Regions from separate parts of the Mus musculus genome. Here regions 2 and 3 are each linked to region 1. Evidence: chromatin contacts called from public Hi-C data. All regions are on one chromosome and are shown on one strand. Each heading gives the region's core, a stretch centred on a gene start, on an enhancer-like site or on the middle of the called end of the contact. The rest is flanking DNA. Distances are from core to core; before and after follow the strand shown.

Region 1 (4,605 bases), core at 1,261-3,760:
ACTAACTGGTACATGGCAGTAGTTCATGAATTAAAGAATATTTTAAGGCATACCTACATTTAACAAAGTGTTCTCCAAAGAGGCTAAACACGCATCTAATTTGGTAACCAGTAGCCATATTTAGCTATTTTTAATTCAAGTTTGAGGCTGGGTAAATGGCTTAATTATAACGTTTTTGCAACACAAACATGAAGACCTGAGTTCAATCCTTGGCACCCATGTGATAAAGCTCAGTACATCTTTATCATACTCCATACATATACTCCATACATATACTGTGACATGAACATACTGTGGCCCATGCACACTCTGTAAATAAAATAGTTCTACTAGAACTCTGTGTCTGTGCCTGCCTGCAGAGGAGGTGCAGTGCTAAGCTTGCCTAGTGTATTTTCATTATGCTAATAGAACTAATGAATCCTAGATTATAGAGAATTCCTTGGCTTGTCCAGTAAGTGTTAGGTTTCCTTCCTAAAGGACCCCTGCTCTTTGATCGAAGTCTGGCCATGTATACCCAGTATTCCTCAGAGCAGTGGCAAGGACAAAGCTCCAACCCCCATGTCTAGCGCGTTCAGAGAATGCCTTCCCTTGTGGGTAAGACTGGGGTGTTCCTAGTGAAGAAGGTAAAGTAGACAGTGCATGTCAGATGCCCAGCACACTGTCCAGGTTCACCATGCCCTTTCTCGTGTACTGTGTCCTTTCCTAGGAATGACCAGGCTCTCTGAACTTAAGTCAAATGGTCAGAATTCCAGGCCAATCAAGATAGCCACAGCCTTGCCAGATGACATCATCACGCAGCGGGAGGACTCAGCAGGGGCCATGGAGGATGAGGAGCACGAGGCTGCTGAGGGTGAGCAGGAGTCAGCGACCACAGAAGCCCGACCTCGGAGGCGGAAGTCAGCCAGGGCGGCTGAGGCTGTAACCAGAGTGGAGCCAGAGGAGAAGCTGAGAGGAAAGAGGCAAAAAGACTTTGATATATCAGAACAAAACGATTCCAGTGACGAAGAGAAACAACGAAAAGAAAGAACTCGTGCTGCAGAGGAGGCGTGGACTCAGAGTCAGCAGAAACTTCTGGAATTGGCATTACAGCAATACCCTAAAGGAGCTTCTGACCGCTGGGACAAAATAGCCAAATGTGTCCCGTCTAAGAGTAAGGTATGTAACACTGCAGGGGAGTGGGTGGACCCATGCTTCCTTCCCCGGCTTACAGCCCTTTCTTCCATGCCCCACTGGCTACAGGACCTTGTGTTTCACAGTTGTCTTCGTCTCTCCTCAGCTCGTGAATCTGCACACTTGCCAAGGTAGAGATGAGGTCAGGATGCTAAGAATAGCCATTATGCAGAATAGCTCGCTCTTCTCGAAGAAAATGAGAGCTATGAAACAGAACTCAGTCAGTGGGCAAGGGTGCTGGCCTTCAAACTTGCTTGACGGCTCAATCTCTGCAATTCACATGGTGGAAAGAAAGAACCAACTCCCTCAAATTGTCCCAGGATGTGTCTGGCCACACGTGTAAACATGCATTCATGTATACACACAAACAAACATACATACATGTAATATATTTTATTATAGATATATGTGATATATAATGTGTGTATGTATTTAAACATGTGTACATATTTTTAAAGAAACAAAAACTTCCCACTGCAGCCTGCCAGCCTACTGGAAAGTTTGTCCTACTCAGGAAGTACTTTATGAGTGAAACAGAGCTGCCAAGAAGTGTCCCTGCTCCACAGAAGGTGGGGTAGGGTCCCCTGGCTCTGTGACAAGTGTGACCCAAAGGGTGAGCAGGGCCAACCCCTACACTGTCAGCGTAACTCGGTGTGGCAATGCTTTGGTTTTGGTGGCACTTGGCCACCCAGAGATGAGCGGCTGCTAAGACACCATTCTCAAACACAGCAGAGGTGACCTGCTGAGAGCCCAATGTGCCCTCCCCACCACTGTGATTTGTACTGGGAGGCTTGGAGCTCCTGGGTAAGGTTTCCAGGCCAGCCGTCCTCCCCAGTGCTCCCTGAAGGCTGTGTTCCAAGTGTGAGGCACCCGGAGCACACAGAAATCAAAAGCAGCCTCTGGGCACATTGAATTCCTTAATTGAAATTCTATGTTGGAAAGCCTAGCTTGTGGCCATGCATATCCCTGAGTGCACAGGTCTACCTACTTTACGTTGATGAAACTGAGTTTCTGGAGAGAAAAATAAGCCATTAGCAATTAATCTCTTTAAGCACAAATTCTTCCAATCTCTACAGCTGGTTTGCCGAAAGTAATTATTTCACTGAGTTTCTCTAACTTCTGTCAGACTCAGCCATTTACATGTGTAATAAATTGAATTTTGCTCAAAATTAAAGCAGCAGAGAGGAGCAGAACCTTCTTGTTTGCCCCAGAGAGGAGCAGGGCTTCCATGGCCCACAAGTATCCCTTAGCTTTGACTGCAACCTAACCCCACAGGCGCGGGAGGGATGCCCACTGACCATCTGGTGTCAGCTGCCTTGGAGGGAGCTCAGGTTCTGTCAGGAGACACTGCCTCCTGCCTGCTCAGCCTTCAGCACTACCCACACTGTCCTGTTGAGGGCTGAATGCTGAGTGGCCATGGCTGTTTCTGTGCTAATACTTTGAAGGCATGGGTGGGTGATGGTGGAATGTAGGGAGGCACTCACCACAAGATGCTCATCCTACACTGATGCACCCATCCTGTCCCGGGTACCTGATTAAGGACACTGTTTAGCACAGCAGTCATTTGCCCTGGACCCTGAACTAACATGCTTACAGTACCATAGGGTTGGTATCATCTAGACAGGAAGAGAATAGATTCTAAAATATATATCATGCCCACCTGAAAATAGCGGCCACTTCCTTCCATCTTCTCCACCTTTCCCACTCCATGAGGTACCGTCCATGCTAGTTCTGTGCTGCATAGGAAGGTCCCAGCAGCCACCAGGGAGAAGCACGAGCAAAGCATGAGAGCATTGTAGCCCCAGGTTTCTTGGATTCTCTGGACTGGGATGTGATGAGAGGGAGTTCCCATGGTAGAAGGGTTAGCAAGCTGAGTGGGGACGCCACACTGCACTCCATAGGCAACCCTCAGCTATTCCTGCAGCAGATCTTCTCTGACCAGGTCTGCCTGGGACCAACTAGGCTTTCCCAGAAGATTGTAAAGGAAATGAACACAGGCTTCTTCATTAGGACTGGGCAGTAACTCGCAGAGAGGTCACAGCGAGCTGACAGCACCAGGAGCACTGACCCAAGAAAGAACTGTCACCACCTCTTTCTTTATTTCCCACAGGAAGACTGCATTGCTAGATACAAGCTGCTGGTTGAACTGGTCCAAAAGAAAAAGCAGGCTAAAAGCTGAATCTTCTGGAAGGTGACGATCAATGACCATCATTTTCCAAACAAGTACTCGAGAAATCTCATGCAGAAACTTATATTTTGTACCTCAGTATTTCTAAACATCATGTGCCTTAGTAAAAAAAAGAAAGGAAGAAAGAAAGAAAGAAAAAGAGAGGGGGGGGAGAAAGAAAGAAAAAAAGAAAGAAAGAATGAATCAATTATAGATGCTGTAAGGTGCCATTTACAGGCCTTCCTTGTGTTTCCAGGGGAGAGTGTGGTGCCAAAAATATGAGGTCCTCTGTTGGCCAGCGAAGGAGGGAAAAACAGGTGCACCAGGTGGAATTTGAGATAAAGCAAATAAGTTTGATTGTCAAATGAGAAATTTAAGCCTGGAAGGTGGTTCAGTGGATAAAACCGCTGACTGCTAAGCCTGCCAGTCTGCACTCACTCTCCAGCAAGCACATGTTCACAGGAGCTGTCCTCTGACCTCTGCATTCATATTGTGGTACAGCACACACATCCGAGCCCACATAGACACATGCACATGAATACATGGATCTAAAATTTTTAAAGAATTTCTTGCTTTTGTTTGAAACTTGAAAACGCTTTGGGCTTGTTCTTCAGTTTTGTTGTGTTTTGGAGAGAATGCTTTGCTTTTGTGTATGTCTGTGTACCAGAAGACGACATTGGATCCCATAGATCTGTTGTATGGATGGCTGTAAGTCACCATGTATGTAGGTGATGGAAATTGAACTTCAGTCCAGCCCCTTGTTTGAAACTTTAGAAGGAAACTTCAAACTGCTGCCAAGCAAGAGATGTGCTCCACTGGCTACAGTGTGCTGTTTGTGGTCATGCCCAGTTCTACACAATGACACCTCAGTACCCAGTATGTTACTGTTAGCAGGTAAGGCCTCTCAGTGTGATGAGCTGTTGCCAAAACTCAATGTCTGCCCCTTCGCCTAAGGTCTCAAAGACAAACCAACAACTCCAAAGTCCATGCAGGCTAACCTTATATAGTTTATATAGGGTTACTTACAGTGGATGAGGGCTTATGGGTTGGAGCAGAGGTGACCTTAAAGCAGCCACACTGGAAGGTCTGCAGCCGGAAGGGATGGTGTCTTCCCAAGGCTTCATTGAGGGAGCCAGCTTCCCTAATCCTTCCTACCTACAGAGTCTAACACCTTCCAGAGACCCTAAAGCACATGCAATTAGAACAGAATTGCATACAGCTGGATAGTGGGGGTTGCCTGGCTACTCACATAACTGTTCCATGACTCC
Region 2 (4,626 bases), core at 413-2,912, 1.1 Mb before region 1:
TGCCAGCTACCAGCAACGGCAGAATCTACCACGGGGAAATATGACCGTATTCCGCCATTCGTATGTGTGTGGGAAATCATCCTTTTCAGACCACCTTCCAGCCAAACAGCTGATATAAACTTGCAGGGTCAGAGTGGAGGCAGCTTCTTCAGAGATCGGATCTGAGCCTTTCCGTGTAGCTACAAATAATGAGCAATAAGGGCCTATTCCCAAGTGAAGGAAAAAGATGTAGGGGATGATTAATAATAATATGAAAAGTCAAGGGTGGATACAAAGTAATGTATAGGTTTAAACAGGCTTCAAATTAAAAGAGAAATAATGTGAGGATATCCAATCGGTTTGATAATTTCCTGTGAAAATCAGTAATGCCGGGAAGCAGACAGTACTAGCAACTTTAAAATGTTATGCAAATATCAGCCCCGCTCTGTAGGTAATAAAGGCAGCACAGATAATTTTCTAATTGAACATTTTATGAGATTCACCGAGCCTCAGAAAACTGGTAGTTAATCAAATTCAAAGTGTTTGTCGAGGTCTGGCAAGCATCAGCTGACACAGAGTAGGGATGGGGAATCAGGTGGTTTTATTGAAAACTCAGGTTTTCATTCTGAGTGCTTTTTAACTTCAGTATGACTCCCACTCCACCCCACCTCACCCCACCCCACCCCCAGCCCAATAAAAGCAAAGACAGGACACGATTCTTCTACGCAAACAGGAAGAGAGGCACTATGGGTGGATATAACAAACGGCCACTCAGTAAATTTGGATGGAAGGAATGAGGTATCCTCATAAGGATACAATGAGGACTCTTTTCTTTTGTCATTGTAATACAAAGCACTTTTATCACTTTGTCCATTGCAAATGTGTGTGCGCACCACGGCTTCTGTGTGCAGCTCAGAGGGCAACCTCTGACAGTCAGATCTTTCCACTGTGTGGGTAGGACTTGAGACTCGAACTCAGGCTTAGTGACAAGGGCCATTACCCACTGTCCAATCTCCAAGGCTCTCAAAGGACTTTTAAAGTCCCAAGCGCTTTGAAATTATTATCCTTAGTTTTTTGTTTTTGTTTTTTTAAAATGACGATCCTTTAAACAAAAGCAGCCTTCCTAAGGCAGCAATGTTATGTTGCCTCTCACTTTTATTGGGAGACTTCCAAGCTTCTAAAATTTTACAATGAATTTAAACAAAAATTAAATAATCTTTTCTATTGCCATGGGATGCATCTATTGCTCAAACGTGCTGCGTTTGTCCCTGTGATAACACAGCGAAGCAAATATTCAGTCACTGGTGGAGGAAAAAAAAATAAGAGGTGTCAAAACATTTTGAAACGACTGCACCTCAAAAAGGGACAAAGACAGACACAAACATCTGCTAACCGTGTATTTAGCAGTAGAATACTATCACAGTAAAATGCTTTCCAGATCACAATCTTTTAATAATGTTCCAAAAATATTATTTTAGGCTCACCAGAGTGTTTCAAATTAAATTAGTGTGTGTTTCATTAAAACACAGAGCGCTCGGTCCATTTTTGCCCCTCCCCCAACTCTCTCCTGAGGCGCCACTAGGGGGCAGTATGAAGACGCGGTTCTTGCCGCTGTGGGTGAAGGGAAATCGCTCAGAAAACCATTTTCTTAAGAAAAACCCGACGCGACAAAGACAATAACTGCGTGGCTTAGGCTTTAGGTCCGACCCATACATCAAGCCTATGTGCTGAGTTTGCGTCTTTCGTGGGTCGTTTCTCAGTGCAATGTTTCTTTAAGGGTTTTGAGACCCGAGATTACTTATCCTAAGTGAATCTGAGTGCTAGGGAGCCCTGGGTCTAGACAGAGTGGTAATTTTTCCTTAAAGGACTGTAGTAAACAACCGCAGCCATCTCGGAGGGTGTGTGGCGTCCCTTCCTGCAAGATATGACGGGGAGAAGGGAAGAATTGGCGTTTGGCCACTTTTAACAGATGTGTGTTGTTGTGTTCCTGTCTTCAAAATAAGTGGTCATCACTCACTCTGTTACAGCCAGCATTCTACAAGAAAATATGGCGACTCTACAGATCATCAGCCCCACATCTACAAGTTAAAAGGTATACAACGAAGTGGTAAAATAAATAAACACAGCATATTATGTTACCAGCCCCACGCCCAGCTTTATTTATTCGGGTGGTGATTTTTTTAAAGCATGAACACACACACACACACACACACACACACACACACACACACACACACACACTTTCTGCACTGGCATAGATAATACCCACTTCAGCTCAGACCATTCCTGGCTATGTGACAGGACCTGAGTCCTGGTTTTTCTCAAGGCATGCTATATACTCTTTCAATAGTATATAAAAATCTATCCTGAGGATGTATTTAAATTTTCCCCCACATATTATATATGGTTTTCTTAGACATGATAATCAACAAATAAATTTTGTAGACGTTAAAGTGATAGTATCTGTCTTCCTTCAGCTTTATTTAAAGGGGAGAAATTTTCTTTGTTTCTAGAGAAATTTTAATACCAATACTACTAAATGATCAGTCAGTCATTCATATTGACAGAGATATAGAGTCAAAGAGAGTCAAAAGTTAACAAAGCACTCAGGCACATCCGTGTAAGGCTCTCTGTCTCTGCACAGAGCCCCTTAATCATCATCAGTGTTTGTGCTCCTGGCCGCAGGTCACACAAAAGTAGAGAAGTCCCTGGAGACTTGTCTCTGCTATTTCGAAGGCTTAAGGTAGCCCAACAATTAATCGATGTATTTTTAAGTGGCCAGTTATATATGCTACAATTCAGAACTTTCTTGGGTTGCTACTTTTGTGGGAGTTGAGAAGCTATACAAAAGAACTGCAAATTCCACAGGAAAATGGGGAGAAGGGGGTCTTTAAAACTCTAGGGTCTTTAAAGCTATCTTCATGGAGCTAAGGTAAGATGGCTATGAAGAATCAGGGTCCATATAGTTGAACACAGTTGTTTGTGAAGAGTTTAACCTTAGTTACAAGTTTCCACTTTTTTGTAAGTATAAAATGATTATAGTTGTTGTTTTCAATATTTATTCATTGGTATTTACTAAAATTGTATCTTTAAAAGAGATCCTTTTAAAAAAGCCTGGTCTGCATCTATATTCATCTTCAAATCTTGTCTGGTTTTTCAGTGAGTAAATTTAGTTATTAGTGCAAAGGATTACTGAATTCTTTCCATTTTGGGGGCAACTTTGAATCTAATTCTGGTCAGATCCAACAGATGGCAGTGATGTTATAAACTGTTTAAAATACTCTCATTGCATGTAGGATCGACTACTCAGAAGGATGTCAACCGCAAATCATTTGCTCCATACTTGTATAAATTATTTAAGAATTTGGAATGATTAATTGGGCAGAAAAGTACACAGTAAATAAAACATGAAATTCAACTGGAGATATTTCCTACATTCACAAATTAAATGGCTTCTCCTTTCCAAAAAGCATTATACACAGAGAACTGTCCAGTATATTACCAGCATAGTAAGGAAGGAGCGCTGCCCGAAATTAGCCGAGGGGGCTACCTATTCATGACTGCCTATTTTACTGCTTCATCTCATTTTCATCTTTCAGACAGGCTTGTCTTCACTGCCTCCTACTTTATTTACCCACTTAAAATAATTTCTTTTTCCTTTCATTTCTAACAAGAGACCCTAGCAGTTCTTGTCTCTCATTCAGATAAGTACTTTGATTCCTGTTAGTTGTTCCTTATTCTTCAACCTTTATTCTGCAAGAAACAAAAGACCAAAAGTAAGGATGGAAGGTTTCTAGAGGGAAGCCACTGTTGACTTCTGTGCTCCAAATTATGTGGACACAGACATTATTAGTCACTTCCTGTTTGAAGATACAGCCACTGGTAGGCACATTTGTATGATTTTTCTGTTTGTTTCAGTTTGATAAAATTCATTGATATTTTAGCAAAGGCATTTATCTCTTCCTCTATTGACCTCTGGATATAGTGGTTATTTTATCAAACAATAAAATGGACACTTTGCCTACATGAATATAAGTTGTTTGTCTATCTTAAGGTAACAAAATTATATAGGATCTAATTATGCTATCTACAGCAGAAAGCACCTGTTCTTGGTTTTTGTTTTCATACAATACTATATTCTCTTTCTTCCCTCCTCCACACACACACACACTTCTCCACCAAATGTTATGCTCAGTATTGAGTATTTGGAATAGACCACTTTGCGTGAATGGGCTCTGCCTACCTTCATGAGCCTTCTGAGAACACCATTTGTCACCAAGGAAGGTCAGCATTTTGAATGTGCTTCTTCTGATTTTTATTCATATATATATAATATATATATGCGTATGTATGTATGTATATGTTTCTCTATTTGTGTGTATGTGTTTTAATCTAAACCTTTCTAAAGTGAAAACTAACCAAACACTTAAAGCTGTACGCACATTTAGATTTTAGGTAGTAGCTTATATTTTAAATATAAGTATTCTTTATATTTAATTTTAAAAACTAGAGATTTGCCTCAGGCTTTGGTGGAATCAGAGGAACTCCCTTTCCCAAGGTGATACTTTAACAGTGACGTGGCTTTCTAGAAAAACTTTCTAGGCAAGAGGATTGTCAGTTCAAAACGCCTTGGGCAAAATCCTTCTG
Region 3 (4,324 bases), core at 1,375-3,874, 1.1 Mb before region 1:
AACTTTTAAGATTCTTTGTTTGCTTGCAGTGCTGCGGACTAGTCATGTGGCTCTGTGCTTTTGATACAGGATGTGTATGGTACATGGGCAGGGAGCTACAGCCTTGCACACGCTAAGCAATGCTCTGCCACACAAGTACATACTTGGAAGGGTCTCTATTCTCTTTCGGTAGCTTGCTGTTCTGGGGAAAACATACCCCATTGGCCTTAGTAAATGATCTCAGCAATTGTTTGATGAATTACAATTATATAATTAATAAACTGGGCAGTTGGTGGCCAATTTCCCAGAGAGATGCCCAGTCAGGGCTCTCTCCAAGACTCATTGCCACCATAATGGTAAGGCACATCAGAGACAAACAAGCAGACATTGTAGGTCACCTTGCTTCTTAACCCCAGGTTTGATGCTCCAGATATTAGCATCTCAGTGCTCAGACATCCAGCCTACCGTTTGCTTCCATGTGCTCTGCCAGACCCTGGACACCCTGTGCCCCACCCTCCCCCAGCTCTGTTTTCAGTGCATGCTCATGTCCGTGTTTCCCAGTGATCCCTATAAAACTGTGACAGGAGTCTTGAAGCCAGATGTGCAATTACAAACTAAATGTTGGTGTCACACCCTTGATTGGTCTTTCAGGGCTCTTGCCTCAATGACAACCTTTTCTTTACCCAGCCTGCTAGGCTTCTCTCTGGCCTCGTACTCTCTTCTGTTAGTAAGTCACACAATTTCCAAGAAAACTTTTGATCCCCGGATGCTGCAGCCCCTGATCACTTGATCTGGCCCTACCCCATGCCTGGAGCAGTCTCCACTGACTTCTCCACATTGGCTCCATTTCTTTCTGGACAGACATGGAAAAGTGCCCTTTCTGGGGACATGCCAAAGTTCCCTTTAGTCCTTCTGCTGTCACTGGGAAACCTAAGGTCCTCAGATTTGAGCAATTTAAGAATCAGTATGGATCAAAGAAGACCAAGGCATACCTACTGCCTACATGAACCTGCCAGAACAAAGTAGTCATATCTTTATGACCTGGCATTCTGACCCTCAATCCTGTACTTGTGAAACTACTATTCCTGCCTTACCCTGATGTTGAGCCTGAAACCCAGGTGGGATCTCCCCCCCCCCTCCCCCCGGTCTCTCACAAGCAGGCAGTTATGGATGGAGGTGTTCCACTAGCTCATGCAATGCTCCCATCTGTATAACCTGCCCTTGCAGGACTGCGTAAGCTCTTGATACCAGGACATACTGCTTTCCCCCAGCCAGCACTCGTTTTTGTGATGTCATGATGCTGTTTTCCAGAGTTCTAGGTCATGGCAACCTGACTTTGGAAGTCATGAGTTAAAGCGTGTGTTTGCACTCTGAGCTGACTGTACAGAACAGGTCTCAGCTGGAACAGACAGGCCACTGTGGCACAGGCTTGCATTCTCACTAATCGAAGGGGGTGGCAGGATTGTGAGTTTGAGGCCAGCCTGGGCTGTATAGTGGGATCCTGTTGAAGAAGATCAGAAAAAGAGGGAGAGATGAGTGGGGAGCAGGACGAAGAGGAAGAGGAGGAGAGGGAGGAAAGGAAAGGGAGAGAGAGGGGAGGGAGAAGGGGAGGAGAAAGGGATGGGGAGAGATGTCCAGCAATCATAGGAGCCAAAAACTGCCTATAGTCATTCTGGGACCTTCTGAGCCAGCCTAGCAGTCTGGCCAGGTGCATCTTCCCCCCCCCGCCCCCCCCCCCCGCGAGGGATTACTGTCAGATTTAGAATAGAGAAATCATCTCACAAGTGTTCTAACCTGAGCTCAAGCATGAAGCGGCAGGTGTAAGAGGATGGCAACCCTCACCTACGGCAGGGCCCACTCCGCTTCTGTGCTTTGCCCCTCCATCTTGTTGCATCCTGATTTTGTTGCCTGGTTTTGTGTCCGGAGATCTTCATAGGCCAGGTGAACATCGCAGTGAAACGCGGTGGCTTTGTGCATAAGGGCTTCATTTTTCACAGCCATCCTTCTAATAAAAACTGTTTGAAGAAGGAGAGATTGAAGGTTTCTGAGGTTTAAGCCAGGTTGTCATCTAAATCATCATCTCTTCTGGACAAAGCAGCCATTGTCTGCGGGAGTTGGCATGACGGAGAAACCACAAGAGGGCGCACAAAGCCTCGGAATAAATGCTTCGTCTATCCTGGACGCTAAGGAGGCAGAATTGCCAACCCCAGCGCTGGAGGACTCTAACTCCTCCAGACATACGAATGTTCTAGAAGCCCTTCGAGGATGTTTTCATGGTTAGATAAAGAATAGCACTGCAAGTGCACAGAGGGGAGATGTAGGAGGAGTGTTGAGAAGAAAGGGAGTGATTGGCAGGAGAGAAGGGATAAGACAGGAAGACCAAAGGCAAGGAGAGAGGAGAGCCGGGTGGGTGGGAGGGACGGGTGGAGAGGAGACAGGAAAAGGAATGTCGCTTTTTATAGGGCCGAGAGACACGGAAGTCTGGTGTTTCTGTGGACCAGATGGTGTGGCAGGGGAAGGGACCAGGCTGCGGCTTCTCTGGGGGAGAAAGCTGGATGTCTCCCAGGTCTATGAAGTCTGAAGTATGGCGTGAGCTGTCTGAGTCTCTCAAGGGCTTTCCCAGCCTGTTTGCCAGCCTGCAAACTTACCCTTTCTTTGTTGTCACTTTAAAGTCACAACTTGCCTTGACCATGAACATCCATCCTCCTGGCAAACAAGGCCTCATTTTGACGTCAGCAGGCCATGAGGCAAGAGAAGGTGGGCCTGGTAGTAATGACTCCCAGCTGCTTCACGATCACATTTTATTACTGATTATGTAAAACTTTGAGATAATGGAAAAGGAAGTAAGTGGTTGGTTTTTGTTTTCCATTTAAAAATATGTCAGTCCAACAAGAATGGGTAATATTTTGCAAGCTCTTCCTGTATTTGGGGTAGAGATGTAACCTCTAACATTCAAGTGGCATGGGGAAGGAACTGGAATTATCTCTGTCACAGAGGTGAAGTGACTCACCCAAAGACACTTCGCAAGCAGCAAAGGCTGACTTCTGAGCCCAGATCTTGCAACTGCAGAGCCTGTAGCTTGACTAAAATTCATGTCTGTCCAGTGAGCCCAAATTTAAGAATCTATTTCCAAATACCTCTTTGTCATCCATGAATGGAGTTCTTAAATATCTTGACATTAGGACCCCTGTATAGTGTGTGTGTGTTTTAACCAAGTTTCTCAGAAAAAAACCTACAATCTCCATTGACCTTTTTTACAGAAATGATTAATTAGTTACAACAGACTACTGTGATTGGAGTGTTTTAAGCCCTGAGGCAAATTATCTTGGACTACTTTGGTGCCCTAAATAGTCAATTTTTTTGCCTGTTCTGAAAACATCCTGTAACTATTAGGTAAATCATTTTAGAATGTGCTATCAGGTCTCTGGCTTCCACTGATTCAGAAGCCATGAGGCTCAGCAGATACCATTTGAAACCTATAGCATTTGAAGCCTATAGCAGAAATGTCCCACTTTTCGGTAAGTACCTAATTCATGAAAAATGTCTTGAGTTATGACTTTCTTTTGTTGTGTTACTATAAAAAAACTTCATGAATCTGCTGTCATATTGCAACATGGAATCTAAAGTAACCTAAATCGGTGTTCCCAGGCCATGGTTACTCATATTTGTCTCCAAAATAAACTATCTCTTCTCTTTGAGATGAAGGCTATGTTTTCTACTTGACAGCAAAGTGTGACAGCAAAGTGTGTCCCATAAGTGTGTGTGTATGTATGTGGGTGAGCAGATGGGTGAGCAGGTGAATGGGCTGGTGGTGTGTGTGTGTACAGAGACCTACATCAGTATCTTTGTCCCTCACTCTTCACCTTGTAGTTTGAAACATGGTCTCTCACTGAACCTAGTGCATATAGATTGGCTTGACCAACTGACCAAGAAAGTTCCAGGGACTCTTGTCTCCTTGCCCTAGCATTCAGGCAGATACTCTGCACACCCAACTTTTTACAGGACTTATAGAGATGCAAATGGAGGTCCTAATGCCTGTTCTGACCATTTACCTACTAAGTGAAGATTTTTACCTGAGAAATTGCCTCGGGTTGCCTCTGTAGCTTTTATCTGTCTTTATTTCCTATATTATAAAATTAAAACAGGGAAGTCCCAATATTGAAACTTTACATTAAAAGATTGTCAGGCCGGGGGAGGAGGCTCAGTCAATAAAGTGCCTTCCATGCAAGCACAAGGACCTGGGTTCAGATCCTTCAGGTTCACAGCATCTTCACAAATCTAGAATGCAGCCATGTACAGCCTTAATCCCAGACTAGGGCCTAGGAAGGCAGAGGCAGATGGGCAA

What was found. A called contact is a pair of places that touch in the nucleus more often than the background predicts.
Region 2: a Hi-C map of cerebral cortex shows a contact between it and region 1, with 3 times the contacts expected there. The contact joins two enhancer-like sites. A contact is called at or near these places in 10 of 484 Hi-C or Micro-C datasets (CD4 T cells, the HPC-7 cell line, adipose-derived mesenchymal stem cells and 4 more) and 1 of 9 other capture datasets (embryonic stem cells).
Region 3: a contact with region 1 is called in a Hi-C map of nephron progenitors, with 2.5 times the contacts expected there. The contact joins the promoter of 4930447M23Rik here to the enhancer-like site in region 1. A contact is called at or near these places in 2 of 15 datasets of contacts at CTCF or cohesin (large pre-B cells and pro-B cells), 10 of 484 Hi-C or Micro-C datasets (B cells, the HL-1 cell line, the N1E-115 cell line and 5 more) and 1 of 9 other capture datasets (embryonic stem cells).

What each region holds. Positions count from the first base shown.
Region 1 is chr2:18,216,001-18,220,605 of GRCm38.p6, reverse strand. Dnajc1 (DnaJ heat shock protein family (Hsp40) member C1) reads left to right here. Exons shown (of 12, transcript NM_007869.3): 11 at 707-1,155; 12 at 3,281-4,605. The coding sequence ends at 3,349. Among named protein-coding and RNA genes, the nearest start is that of Gm39761, 22 kb to the right of the region's middle. Within about 2 kb of position 2,510, at least 44 of the 459 cell types and tissues checked have an H3K27ac peak or open chromatin away from gene starts, as enhancers often do. A contact at or near this core is called in cerebral cortex, nephron progenitors and palatal mesenchyme, where this site is marked.
Region 2 is chr2:19,273,402-19,278,027 of GRCm38.p6, reverse strand. The region is part of intron 10 of Armc3 (armadillo repeat containing 3); the gene reads right to left. Among named protein-coding and RNA genes, the nearest start is that of 4930447M23Rik, 69 kb to the left of the region's middle. Within about 2 kb of position 1,662, at least 147 of the 459 cell types and tissues checked have an H3K27ac peak or open chromatin away from gene starts, as enhancers often do. A contact at or near this core is called in cerebral cortex and nephron progenitors, where this site is marked.
Region 3 is chr2:19,342,617-19,346,940 of GRCm38.p6, reverse strand. 4930447M23Rik (RIKEN cDNA 4930447M23 gene) reads right to left here and starts at 2,624. Exons shown (of 4, transcript NR_126563.1): 1 at 1,822-2,624.